4 separate regions of the Danio rerio genome follow, and regions 1, 2 and 4 are each linked to region 3. Evidence: chromatin contacts called from public HiChIP or PLAC-seq data. All regions are on one chromosome and are shown on one strand. The core of a region is the stretch at or near the end of the contact, and the rest is flanking DNA. Distances in the headings are between cores, read along the strand shown.

Region 1 (3,445 bases), core at 530-3,029, 210 kb after region 3:
GCAAATATTTGAAAACGCAAAACACACAAACATTCAAATTGAAAAATGTTTACGAAACTGTCAGAGCGGAACGTTTTTATCAATACGCAGCGATGACTGAACAACACGAACAAAACAGGTCTACTTCAGAGTGACATAAAATACAATCGGTATTTGATACTGATTTTAAATAAATAACCTGTAAAATACATCAATTCATATGTACAAACTTCAAGACAAACAAACGACAAAACCGTTTTAAACTTAATTTTGTAAGAATCTAATATTTTACTCATTTGCTTATCCAGTGTACTTTAGATATTTAAAGTAATTGTATTCAAAGCTTATATATTTATTTACACATTCCTTTTACTAAGACAATGCAAATATCTATCCACATTACATGAAAACACAGAAGAGAAGTTTACTTTTTTATCCAAGGCCGCTACACAGGGCGTTTACTTTCACATAACAAGTGGAAAGTTCTTTTGTGAAAGACATCCCCTTGAGAAACACACACTTAGAATAAAGAAACGCGCGGACGCACACACATCAGCATATATTCAAACACTAACACATTTTATAGAGGTAAATATACAAATATACATTTTAAGGCCGGTATCCGCTTCCTGCAGCTGCCATATTCATACTTTTCAGTTTGTTGTCTTTTTTCCATTTCATTCTGCGGTTTTGAAACCATATTTTGATTTGTCTCTCTGAGAGACAAAGAGTGTGTGCAATCTCAATTCTTCGGCGACGTGTCAGGTATCGGTTGAAGTGGAACTCCTTCTCGAGCTCAAGTGTCTGGTAGCGCGTGTAGGCTGTCCTGGGCCTTTTCCCCTCCGGTCCGGCCAAATTATCTGTTATACATGAGTGGGACATTTTCACTTTTATTTATTATGCATTTTAATACACCTGGTATGCACGACACAAAAAGTGAACTGAAGTAGCATGTATGCATCAAACTCAACGCATGCGTAACATTCTCTCAAGGGCAAAAAGCATAACATTTATTTCAACTATTTTTTTTCAAATTATCTCTAACAAATTATAATTTATTTAATAACACAACCAATTTATTAATCCACAATCGACAAATTAATTAATCATACAATTGCACTTCGTTTTTAAAGAATATAATCAGTTTTAAATAATCTTTAGAAACATGGAGTCATTAAACCACAGGATGCATATTTGGCATATTTTTCGATATAAATATCCAAAATGAAAAACTAACTCTAATATTTCAATATTCATATAAAGTTAAAAAAAATTTTACTGTAAAACTGGCAGGAGGCCAATCACACCTTACATTAACACTCAGAACACAAACGCAATAAAAGCAAACCTCTACGTTTGCCGTTTACCATGACTTATATGAAGTTTTCGCATCCATGGATAAATCTGCGGTGCCTCCGACACATTCTGTGAAGCTGTCTGTCCACTACCCGGTGGCTTTTCTTCCTCCATAGAGCTTGACACTTTCGAAACTCCCTCCCGGCTGAGAACCGTTCCAAAGCTTTTGGACGCAGAGCCAGCGGTGCTAGATAGTGAGATTTTCAGGGCGCGGTGTGACTGCTCACTGACAGGAGAGTTGGCTAAGGATGAGCAGGGGAGATGATCAGAGGAAGGTTCAGCGCTGCTAGCGGTAACCGGCTGATTGTACCGGACAGGCGTCGCAGTTGGACTGTCTTTGTAGCTTTGAGTTCGCTCACCAGATGAAAGAAAGTGTCCGGGGCTGGAGTGCCCGGTGCTGAGATCCATTCCATTGTAGCCACAAGCATACCTGCCCGAATGCATGCCCGTAGAATCTCTGCATTGGCCACTAGAGTTGTGATCTCCATAGTTATGTAAGGGATAGTCCACGCCATTTGGATAGCGACCGCAAAATGAATTCACGAAATAAGAGCTCATTGGTTGACAATTACCTTATTGTTACTTTTACTTACTACAACTACCTTTATGGAGAAAACAATGCTGCCGTTTGAGTTTGATTTGTGTCTCTTGGTGGTTTTGAGCTTCTATTGCACCCTTGCACTATTTATGATGAATTATGGAAATGAGTGAGACACAGACTTAATGCACCCTTACGTAGGCTTCCAAATATGGGCTATGGCTTAGAATCACGTGTTTTTTGTTGACCAGTCGTAAATCCTATTCTGTGACCTCCAGCGGTAAACTCAGACGTAAGCAGGAAATCAGGGTGGAATTGTTAGGACACGGGAGCGCGCAACAACAGTTTTGGCGAACTAGCAGTTAAATCGCTTGTTTGTAGATGGTAGCCGTGCGCCACCCTCTGGTTAGAGTCGGGACTACCTAAACCATCAGACTGGAGGCGAGCAAGCGATGGGGTCATTCAGAGGGTAACGACTCTGCGGTAGAAAAATTGTATCTGCTGAAACAATGCGCCGTGACCTGCACACTAAAACGCGCAGCAGAATGCCTGATAGACTCAGTGTCACTCGAAACTAGAAATTTGAAACATCAGTCGTCAACGAGAATAAAACTCAATACATAAAAGAAGATATACGCAGTTAAAATGGTCAAAGGACAAGCATAATTCCTTTATTATTTATAAAAAGACTAAGCTTTGTGTTTAATTAATTGTAAGACGGGCACTGGATTTTTTTTTATTTTAAAATATTATGCTTAAAAACATTCATGGGATGTTGTTAAATATGCTTAGTCAATCTCTTTTTTAATTTTTAAAGTGCAAGCAAAACGGCGATTTTTAACTAAGGGTTTACATTATTCATGATGTAATGCCTAATTGCTGTTTAGCATTTTGGGATTAAGCACAGCTGTCTATTAGTAGATTATATTCTAAATAATAACAACAACAACAACAATAATATTAATAGTAATGATAATAATAATGCATTTTACACATACATGCATACATACATACATACATACATGCATCCTATGGAAAAGTGCGAAGTAAGGTAGGTTGTAGGCTACTTTGTGTTGGTGTGTAACACGAACAAAAAAATATCTATAAAATATCTATAAAATCCAATGTAATGTCATAGAATAAAAAGTAATAGGTTTTTCTCTATGGGTTCTGGCAATATACAAGACAAATCTGACTACAACAATGTAAAATTTCATTAAAAAATTGGAAAGCAGCGGAGACTAACTTTCAGAGAACCTCTGGTGATCAGCAAACCTTTTTCCATGACCAGCTAAAATAACAGGAAAACAGGAAAAACATCAACAGAAGTATATGATGAAAAAAACAAACAAACAAGGAATGCCACGACTAAGAGAAAACCTGACATTAGTTGGTGAATAGAGACGCCTATACTGTGTGTAACCAGTAAAATATAGAAACTGTTATTAACCTCGCAATTATTGAATACACATTGAAAACATTGTAAACCCCTTATTAGACTCAATAGACATCATATATATATATATATATATATATATATATATATATATATATATATATATATATATATAT
Region 2 (3,423 bases), core at 720-3,219, 180 kb after region 3:
GAGTTAGTTGTTTCTGTGAGGGTTGACAGACATTAGAACCATCAAAAGTAATACAGTATTTGAATAAATTGTACTTATAAGATACATTTTAATTATCACATGATTTCACCCGTATCTTGATCTTTTTCTAACGCATTTCTAAATTAAAGGAAACTTTAATTCCGACTGATAAAACTCAGCATCACCGGAGAACAACTTCAGACAATTGCGTATGCTGCAAAACTCACAACACAAGAATTAACAACACTTTGCATCGTCCAGAGAATTTGTCAATTACAGACACTATTTCCCGAAAGATTTAACAGATTCACTAGTAATGCATCCCCTAAATATATTGCACTATTTCCTTCGGTTCTTGAGGTAGACATTTTGACAAGTGGTTTACAAGTTCAAACTAAGACGCGCGTAAAAGTGCAGCATTTGTTATTACTGTGCACAAAAATGCACAAGCCACTTCTTTCTATCCAGGTGCTTGACAAAGTGCCCAAGACAATTAACAGTTATTTCACATTAACATAAATAGTGCACAGATAAACAATGAGTGATCAAAATGGTCGAGTTAGAAACGGTTGGTCGCTAAAACACTCTTCCACTTATGTTAAAACATGATGTACAAATAACCATAAGACAAGTCACAAACAATTTTGCATTATTGTTTACAATTTGAAAGAACAAATGTGAAAGCTGTTTAATTAGAGGAGTATGCCTCAACAGTTGGTGAAGGAGAGGGCGTGGATGGTGCAGAGGGCGACTTTTCAGATGCATCCTCTGTTTTTTCGAGACCATCTTTCTGTTCGGACAAAGATTTCGGCAAAAGACCTTCCTTTTCGCGCTTCTTTTGTTTCATACGGCGATTTTGAAACCATATCTTCACCTGAGTCTCATTCAATTGGAGAGAAGCCGCGATCTCCACGCGCCTTGCGCGAGTCAAGTACTTATTGAAATGAAACTCCTTTTCAAGCTCTGTCAGCTGTTTTGTCGAAAAATTGGTGCGTACAGTGTTTGGCTGCCCACCAAATCCATACTCCCCAGCTTTTCCTTAAGAGAGAGAATGAAAAGAAGAATAAATGAATGTGTGTATGCATACTAGGCTATATTGTTATGTCAAGTCCCATATCTTAGGTTTCTTCAGATGTTTATGTAACCAGTGTTGGACATGCAATATTAAGTCAGGACTTGTATTCCGTATCGGGAGAAAAAATAATTACGACTTGTAAAATTTAAGTCACTCACCTGTTTTTGGCGGGTTGCGTTTAACCTTCATCCAGTCAAATGTCTGTCCCGTGGGCACGCCATCTGATAGAGGTGAACAACAAGCATCATGATGAGGCACATGCAGAGGGGAAAGCGGATTTGAGCAGCCCGCCACAAACGTAAGGTTTGCCTGATCCGAACTATTACCATATGTGGCTGAGCCGTACTGGAACTGGCCATGGAGGTGAACGTTTCCGCTACTGTAACCATGACGATGATGACGGTGCTGCACAACAGTGGAAGAAATATTTCCAGAGTAAACTAACGGGCCACACTGGGGAAAGCTCACAGACGATTCCACGTCCTGATTTAGGGCATAGTGATTGTATCCAGTGCAAAAACTTTGAGTTCCATAACTTGGATGGGCGCTGTAGGTAATTGACAAAGTCCCGGGGGACTGGTACGAGCCGGCCTGTTGTGGCTGAGAGTTAATTACATCTTGTGACGATATATTGGACATGAACCGTTCATCTCCACTGCAGCTATTTAACCTAACAGCACACGACGATTGGAATGTTGAAAGTCCGTGATCACCGTGGAACGCCCTGACTGAGCACGAGCCCCCGCTACCTCCATCTCCACCACCACTTATGGACGAAAAATCTAAGAATGTGCTCATTGTGTCATCTTCTTGGGCGTCTCAGCTCGTGGTTGCCACACTGACAGAACTTTGGGCCCGGAACTGATTAACGTCGCACCATTCACCCTGGGTTGAGCCGAGGCACCCTTCTGCCTCCTTCAATCAGTCGTGGATTGGAGGTGTTCGGGCGCTAGTGATATGAATGACCAGTGACAGTCACGTGGGCTGGGTCAGCCAGTGATCAGTTGTGCTGTCTCATCTTGATCTTAAGTGGCCTTGCACTGACAGGTTGTCGTTAAAGACCAGGCTTATGCAAATGCCGACCTCTTGTCCATCAACGTTACGTAGGCCCACCTTTACTTCTGCTGAAAGGATAGATTCGCTGGCAGATACGCTAAGAGGGACGTTGTCTCACAGACAGCGTCCCGGCAGCATCAGCTTCTCGGTGTGTGGATTTTTTTTAAAGAAATGCTTCAGGTAAGATGATCTCAAAACCACAAAGAAATTATGTAAAGTTAGTATCTTTTTCTGGTTCACAATTCGGGTAGCAATATCCTATCAGCTATAGGCTCTAGTGTATCGGCTTTCGTCAACTTAGTAAGTGTATAAAAATGATAAACTGACTACCACTCATCGTATTGTTATTTTTTCGGTGTAGCCAGCACAGTTATATTTGTTGTTTTTTAATACGTTAGGCTTAGCTACTTGATAAAAACATTGGCTGTAGCCCACTGTATATTTATTACTGCTATAAGCTATTTAGCCTATGTCTATGTATGCTAACTGTCAACATTAAGCAGCAAGGAACTAAGGACTTGGAACTTACTTGGAACTAAGAACTTACATGTTGAAATAAATACATTAGCGGGATTTCTGTTTTTGCTGAATGCTATTTTGTGATTAGTATTCACAGACTGATCAATAATCACAGGGAAGACGATGTATTTTATCCACAATCCTATGTGGAGCAGAGGAGACACGCGCCCCCTCTGGAGGAAATTGGACATTTTTATACCTTTTTTCTTTTTTCAAAATGGCGCTTTACACAAGCTTACTACGGCCTAGTATTTCTTATGCCACTATTTTTTTTACAGCAACAAGCCTGACAAATAAGGCAAGAAAAAATAACAGCATAAATATAAAGTGTAATGTACTTAAATGAAATGGAGTCATAGTTTATAAAAACTGTAGAACCACTTAGTGGCCAAATGTTCACTCTGTTAGATGTGGGGAAAAATATCTAAAAATAAAAACTATTGTAGTTGATTAAATATTTGTTTATTCATACGAAAAAAAGCATTTTAAAACATCTTCAATAAAGACATTATAAACATTTGTAACGTTATTTCAATCAGGACAAAAAGCAAAAAGACTAAGACAAATTGGGGAGGACGTGCAGTGAAATATGTTGTATGAGTGTTTTGTGTAATCCTAATGACGGGGTGTAAAACGCCAATAAAAAGATTAATTATTATTATCCGTCCACGTGGGTTGCGCTGAATCCAAAATCGTTATATTGATAAGCGGTGAATGAAATACGTATTTGGGCAGATTTTCACAGACACTGATTGTCTGGATGCTGTCAGCTT
Region 3 (3,401 bases), core at 871-3,370:
AGACTAGAAGTTTACCTTTTGTAAACAGTAGAGGGCGATAGAGGCTTAAGTAACTGGTTGTTTCGGCTTATAGCTGCCTCTATTTTTACTTCAGTTATTTTTCTTTGCTAAGATTCTTTACATTTTTTAGATCCCATACTTTATCATCTTCCAACGAGGGACCTTTATCCTAAAATGTAAAGGCATCCATATACAGCTTCTTTAATAAACAACCGGTTTCTATTTTGAAAAAAGTACATATTATTTATGATTCTTATAATTTTAGGATTTAGCTCTTCATTCACTTATCGAAATTTTTTAATGATTTCATTTATTTTATATTTGTTTTAATTTGTTTATTTGTTTGTTTAGTTTAATCTAATTTCAATTCTTTGTTATTTTTAATGTGTTTATCTGAAAATGATTACTTATTTATTTTAGCTCATATCTGTATCTTCAATTTATTAAACATAACGTTAATTGTATTGATTATTTGTATTTATTTACTTTTTTCTATTATTTATTTCTTTGGTCTCGCTGCAGAGCCATTTGAGGAGAGGTGAGCTCCAGAGAGGGGGATCTTAAGCTTGAGCTCCACCTTTTTTGCACTTCTTCTACGAGTGATGTCACTGGGGGTAGGGTTAGGGGTGGGGTTGGTGTACGCATTAAAACAGCTTACAGGAGGAGGAGCGACAGCTCATGCTCCCCCTCTCTGGAGCTCACCTCTCCTCAAATGGCTCTGCAGCAAGCACCACTTGGCTATTTTACACAAACCCTCTTGTATTCCCATCTGGGCCCCTAGGGGTCCACACACGCAGGTCCTGGGTTGAAAACCCCTATCCAAAAAAAAGAAGAAAAAAAAAAAAAAAAGGCATTGTGAGATGTTTTTGTGCAATGGAGCAAACACTGCACTCACAGTCGAAGCTGTTAGCTCTTTTGGAGAATGTTTGTTGCATTGCACTGCCTGTGTTGTAGCTTTTCTATATGATGTGATAGATAGATAGATAGATAGATAGATAGATAGATAGATAGATAGATAGATAGATAGATAGATAGATAGATAGATAGATAGATAGATAGATAGATAGATAGATAGATAGATAGATGGACGGACGGACGGACGGACGGACGGACGGACGGACGGACGGACGGACGGACGGACGGACGGACAGACAGACAGACAGACAGACAGACAGATAGATAGATAGATAGATAGATAGATAGATAGATAGATAGATAGATAGATAGATAATTATTTTCCGCATATATATATATATTTAAAATGAACATGTTGTACAAAAGTAATACACAAGGGTAAATAGGCTGTAGGAGTAATATTATTTGCAGAATATCAATATATATATATATATATATATATATATATATATATATATATATATATATATATATATATATACATATATATATATATATATATATATATATATATATATATATATATATATATATATATATATATATATATATATATATATATATATATATATATATATATATATATATATAAATATATATATATATATATATATATATACATACATACATATATATATACATACATACATACATATATATATACAAAATCGCTAATTAATCAATACCATTTGTGTTCTCCTCGAGTCTGTGGTTTGAGCAAACCATGGAATAAGGTCAGTTAAATGATGACGACACCAGCCATGACAGCTACCGTTTAAAGCACTTAAGAGTGCAGCGGGTTAGTAGGTCAAACCGAAGAGGGGGTAGCTGTGTTTAGATAAATTTCGCAAAAGTTTTAGCAATGAAATAATTTAAATATATGATTATTAGAACTGAGAAATTACAATACTTCCTAGTTTGCTTTAATCTTTCGTCCAAGAACGGAAGAGCTAAAGGAAGCGTGGCTCATGCTTGCCTGTGATTGGCTCGCTAAATGAATGACAACATAAATGGTCCAATCAGAGCTTGTTGCGAAGGTAATTCCGTCGCATAAGAGTGGGGTTTTATTTAGTTATGCAAATTTGAGCAGTTGCTCCCCTCCTCGAATGAGAGGCTCAATTCAGGATAGCCTCGGAGTTTTATAGCTCTTAATAAGATAAAAAGTTTTATCCGTCTTGCGGAATTCATCCAACGAGAATGATTCGTGATGTTAAAGGACAGAGCTACATCTGTGAAATGTGATGTTAGTGGCCAGGAAGTTATGAAAAGCCGGTAGTGTAAGTGCAGCGAACAGTTTCGCCGGTCGGGGCTGCTCTCTTTGTCTGACACGGAGAGTAGTCAACGCGTGCTCTTTTGTTTGGGATTTTGTCTTTGTTTTACAAGAAACAGACGATCATTGTTTTCGTTTAAGCCTCCTGAGGTTAAAATATTTGTTTAAAACATGCATCATATGAAGAAATATTTCACCGAGGGACTCATTCAGTTTACGATTCTACTGAGTTTGATAGGAGTTCGCGTGGATGTCGACACCTATTTGAGCGGCTACTTCTCGCCATTGATAGAGACAGATGGGGGACCGAGCTCGGCTTTTATACAGACCCCGTTTCACCACTACCGGGATACCGCAGCGGGCCATCATGTGCACCCAAAATGTCCCGAGCTGGACTATTTTTTCACCAGCCGCAGGCTTCTTAATGAAGTGCGAGCGCTCGGGTCCCCGGCCCGCTTCCCCACGCGTGTCAGCGCATGGCTTGTGCACCTGGTACCTGACGAAGGGTCTGATGGCGATGAGCTACCAGAGGACCCTGATAATCAGGAGGTAAATACCGAAAATCACCAGGAAGAGAACGACCATAGGGCTGGAGAAGGCTTCGGGCTGTCATTATCTCAGGATTGCACCGTTTCGAGGCCTTGCTGTGCATCCGGAGAACTTTCTAAAGAGGTATCAATAGTCATATAATGTTACACAGTTTCCATGCTTAAAGTGATATTTTGTTGCATTCTCATTATAAGCTACTCTGGTTGGCGCATATGGGTAACTTTAATGTTGTGTTATTTTGATGAGTTAGCAGTTAGCTTCATGGCAAACCCTATTTAGCACTCGTGAGCAACTGAAAGCGAAACAATAACTCATCCATTAATACACAAATGAGTTTAATGTTACAAATTAATTTAATGTGTGGCTATCTAGGTTTGATCTACCTGGTTGTATTGATCTGGTTATGGGCTTTGATTTTACTACTATGTTTTTAAACCCTCTGCTGCAAATTCAAATCCTTAATTAAGTTAAATAACTCGTGTTTTCAAAAAAAAAGTGTTTTCAATGTAAATATGTTTACTTGTTTGTATTAGGGCCTGTAACCATGGCAACAGTTACATGTGTCGATCATGTGTTTCATAAGTTAGTACAAGGGCCTTGAACAATGGCAACGGGCACAGGACCAGTGTCAGAGCATTTTCAAATTTTAACCATGTTTTAATCAATA
Region 4 (3,603 bases), core at 920-3,419, 160 kb before region 3:
TTTGGCTTTTACGTCCTTTATACATGTTGAGATCGAGTTTATCGACTTGATTAGGGAATGTCTTGACAATCCACACAGACGTGCAACAAGTAAAATCCTACATGACTTCACACTTTAACAGGCAGTCAAGCAGGTCGCACACCAGAAGTGCCGCGCCGCAACATGACCGTTTAAACTATCACACACCAAACGCGCACATTCGCATGATATTTAACATGAAACTAATCTGATGGCGCTCTGTGGGCCGGCTGAAATATGAACTGCTTCGTGAATCGTGGCTGGGCGGCGCCGGTGTGTGTATAGAACCTGTTTAGAGTTCTAAAATCCATGGCGCTGCGTGGTGCTGCGCGGCAGAGAGGCGCTTCTAGTGTGCTTCCTGCTTCATACAGAGAGTGAATCAAAGCGCATTGGTGCCATTATAATTGTATTAAATATATATACATATTTTTTAATCGTGATTTCTTGATTTGATTCAAAATTAAATCGTCTTAAAACGTAAATTCGAATTAATCGAAAAAAATCTGAAAAATCGCCCAGTCCTACTATCAGGGTACACACACTGGCGCCGCAAGTCGGTGGCACCCAGCCACGACTCAGAACACTGTTCATATTTCTGCCACGCCACAGAGCGCCATCTGATTAGTTTCATTTTAAATAGCATGCGAATGCGCATGTCTGGTGTGTGATACTTTAAACTGGCATGTGCGCGCCTTGTCGCGGCGCTGAGCAGTGCAGCGCCCTTTAGACATGGGCCGGTTTAAGATTCTGACGGTATGATAATCTTGGATAAAAATATCCCGGTTTCACGGTATTGTGATTCCAGCTCTAAAATATATTCTTTTTTTAATGAATGGTATAAAACTAAAACATTTTTCCTTTTAAATATAATATATATATTATTTTGAGAAACATTTAAATTATTTTGGAACATTAATCATGTCAAGCTAAATGAATAATTGACTTCTGATGTCTTCATTTGTTTCAAAAACCGATTTTTTTTAACTATTTAAAACAGCATCTTTGGATATTTTTTCTGCTAAAGATACTGTTGTCCTAAAAAAAAAAAAAAACATGATTAAAACAATCTTACACATACCTTTAGGAACGGTACAGCGGAAATTTTTGACGGTTTTAAAACCTTGACTTTTCTAAACCACAGAAAACAATTATTGTCCCATGCCTGGACGGTATAAGATTCTGAGGATATAATAACCTTGGATAAAATTTCATTCTATCACAGTATTGTGATTACTGCTCTAAAATGTATTCTTATTATATTCCGAGTTAAAAACAACTTCAGTTAGCTTTCACTTTCCTTGTATAGAAAAAAATGCTGCTGTAGCTAGTCTCTGACTTTCTGCCTTCGGGACAAAAACTGAACAGAATGAAGGTCACTAATTTACATATTAAGGATTTTGCGAGAAACTTTGCCTTTTGTCAAAAAATTAAACCACTTTTATAGCAGATAGTAAAGGTGCTGACAATAAAAATAAAAAATATCGTAATTTGATGTTTTTAATTGTATCAAATAAGCAACAATAAACTACAAAAATCGAGGGTTAGGGAGTGTGTGAATTATGCAACACAACAACACACAATATTTGCAGTCGTGACGGACACTTGTACACGATGCGGGTCCCCTTGTTGTTGCCACAGCAACACAATGACTCTGACCAAACCAATCAGTCAAATAGTAAATTGACTTGCACAACTTCTTAAAACTTTTATAACAAACTGCAAAGTTGCCTAGGCCGAAAATGAACAAGAATAAATATTTTATTAAGGGTAAATTAAAACAAAACTGCGTAATAGGCTCACAGATGAGTCATTTAACCCATGGTGAGGACAGGAAATAGTTTTAAAGAGTTTCTAAGGCGACATTAAACTCAAAAGAAATAAACTTATCGGCTATGATCGGGATTTAAGACTGATATAACGTTAAACATACGGCTATATTCATTCATAAGACCGGATGTATATTAGTGGACATATTTTACGACACATGTGCCGAAATCATCGCAGTTATAATTCTTCTCTTACAAAAGCTCTTGTTTGATCATCCAAACATTTACATTATATTACTAGAAACGAAGTCAGTGCCTACCACAGTCGCCAGGTTCAGAGTGACAGCGTGGCGCGGCGGCTCTGTCGTCGTGTCACTGGCGGTCCACTTAAAAAAGACGCCTTATCAGCACATTTATACTTTGGACAAAGCGACTGTCGTCGGGTTCACCATCTCTCTTCTCCTACCTGCCAGGTCTTAAGTAACTTCGCTTCTAGGAAGTGTATATCACATACGAAATGTTCGTGACGCACCGCTGTAATCCGAGAAAGAAGCGCAAGGTGGAAGAGAAACCATAGGTTTTATATTCACGACTTCCAGCTCAGGTTTGAACCTCGAACCGTGTTTTGAGTTCCGCGGTGAGGTGAGTAGTCGTAGGCGGGGCATCCGATGATTGATGTTTAGGAAACCAATGAAATTCCACCGCAGAGCCAATCAAGATATGGCATTTTAAAACAAAACAGAACAGAAACTATTATGTAATTCTGGTACACACAGGTAATCACTTCATCTATCTATCTATCTATCTATCTATCTATCTATCTATCTATCTATCTATCTATCTATCTATCTATCTATCTATCTATCTGTCTGTCTGTCTGTCTGTCTGTCTGTCTGTCTGTCTGTCTGTCTGTCTGTCTGTCTGTCTGTCTGTCTGTCTGTCTGTCTAATCTATATATCTATCCATCTCTAAATTAATTAAACTGAATCATTTACTAGCTTGGAATAATCACCTTATATCCATCTGAATTGTGAGGACTGCATTTGAAGAGGGAATCCCATCTACAGCATATCAGCACGATGCTATGGTATGATTAATTCATGTTAGACAAATGTGCTTCTTTGCATATTAGCCCAGGGTTGCCTTAACAACGAAGGCTTTAGTTCATGCCAACACCCATCTACTAGAAAGGGAATCCTCCCTTCAATGGAATGTACCAAACCAGTCAACCTGATTCAGGTACAGTATGTTTTAAATAAGAACCACACAGACAAGACAAACAATCACACAACTCGAGCACATCACTGAAGTGTTATAGACGTCATGTTGTCAGCTCTGGGAAAACTCTGAGCAGTGAAACCAGTGTTTTCCCATGACGGTGGGCAAGTAGAGAATACGGAAAATATGACACATTGGTTTCACTGATATGTCATTTCCCCGTTTCTCTATGCTAATGATATGTTATTGTAGAAGTTTAAGCAATTTTAATTAAATAGGTCTAATTCAGAATATTAATTACATTTCCTACTGCAAATACATCCCTGCTTTGTTTTTATTAAGTGGTTGACACAAATTCACTGTTTCATTAAAAGTCATAACATAAAAGTTTCATTTAAAAAGTAACGCTAAACACATAGGCTACAATTCATCAACAACTTAGTGATAGGCTAATTTGCATAGCAAATGTGTGACATTTTATAAGATCGTTAAATAACATATAGGTAAAACAATACACACTGTAGGTATATACAAAATTAAAAACCATAGGGTATACACATTTTATAAACATACAAAGCAGTCAATGAAAATTCTCATCCAT

The links. HiChIP or PLAC-seq counts read pairs in DNA pulled down with a chosen protein or histone mark.
Region 1: a contact with region 3 is called in an H3K4me3 HiChIP or PLAC-seq map of gastrula embryo, with 4 times the contacts expected there. The contact joins the promoter of hoxa5a here to the promoter of nfe2l3 in region 3. A contact is called at or near these places in 5 of 18 Hi-C or Micro-C datasets (caudal fin, embryo, fibroblasts and 1 more) and 3 of 4 datasets of contacts at active chromatin or transcription factors (caudal fin, embryo and gastrula embryo).
Region 2: an H3K4me3 HiChIP or PLAC-seq map of gastrula embryo shows a contact between it and region 3, with 4 times the contacts expected there. The contact joins the promoter of hoxa1a here to the promoter of nfe2l3 in region 3. A contact is called at or near these places in 1 of 18 Hi-C or Micro-C datasets (an unstated tissue) and 2 of 4 datasets of contacts at active chromatin or transcription factors (caudal fin and gastrula embryo).
Region 4: a contact with region 3 is called in an H3K4me3 HiChIP or PLAC-seq map of embryo, with 4 times the contacts expected there. The contact joins the promoter of osbpl3a here to the promoter of nfe2l3 in region 3.

What each region holds. Positions count from the first base shown.
Region 1 is chr19:22,017,442-22,020,886 of GRCz12tu, reverse strand. hoxa5a (homeobox A5a) reads right to left here and starts at 1,779. Exons shown (of 2, transcript NM_131540.1): 1 at 1,347-1,779; 2 at 589-839. The coding sequence starts at 1,779. The coding sequence ends at 589. It also overlaps a transcript of evx1 not described here and a transcript of hoxa3a not described here.
Region 2 is chr19:22,044,253-22,047,675 of GRCz12tu, reverse strand. hoxa1a (homeobox A1a) reads right to left here and starts at 1,969. Exons shown (of 2, transcript NM_131536.2): 1 at 1,234-1,969; 2 at 667-1,038. The coding sequence starts at 1,873. The coding sequence ends at 689. It also overlaps a transcript of evx1 not described here.
Region 3 is chr19:22,228,120-22,231,520 of GRCz12tu, reverse strand. It overlaps nfe2l3 (nfe2 like bZIP transcription factor 3), which reads left to right and starts at 2,120. Exons shown (of 5, transcript NM_213231.1): 1 at 2,120-2,857. The coding sequence starts at 2,357. LOC141378966 (a long non-coding RNA gene) reads right to left here and starts at 1,858. Exons shown (of 3, transcript XR_012394807.1): 1 at 1,602-1,858.
Region 4 is chr19:22,387,121-22,390,723 of GRCz12tu, reverse strand. osbpl3a (oxysterol binding protein-like 3a) reads right to left here and starts at 2,169. Exons shown (of 22, transcript NM_001004646.1): 1 at 2,105-2,169.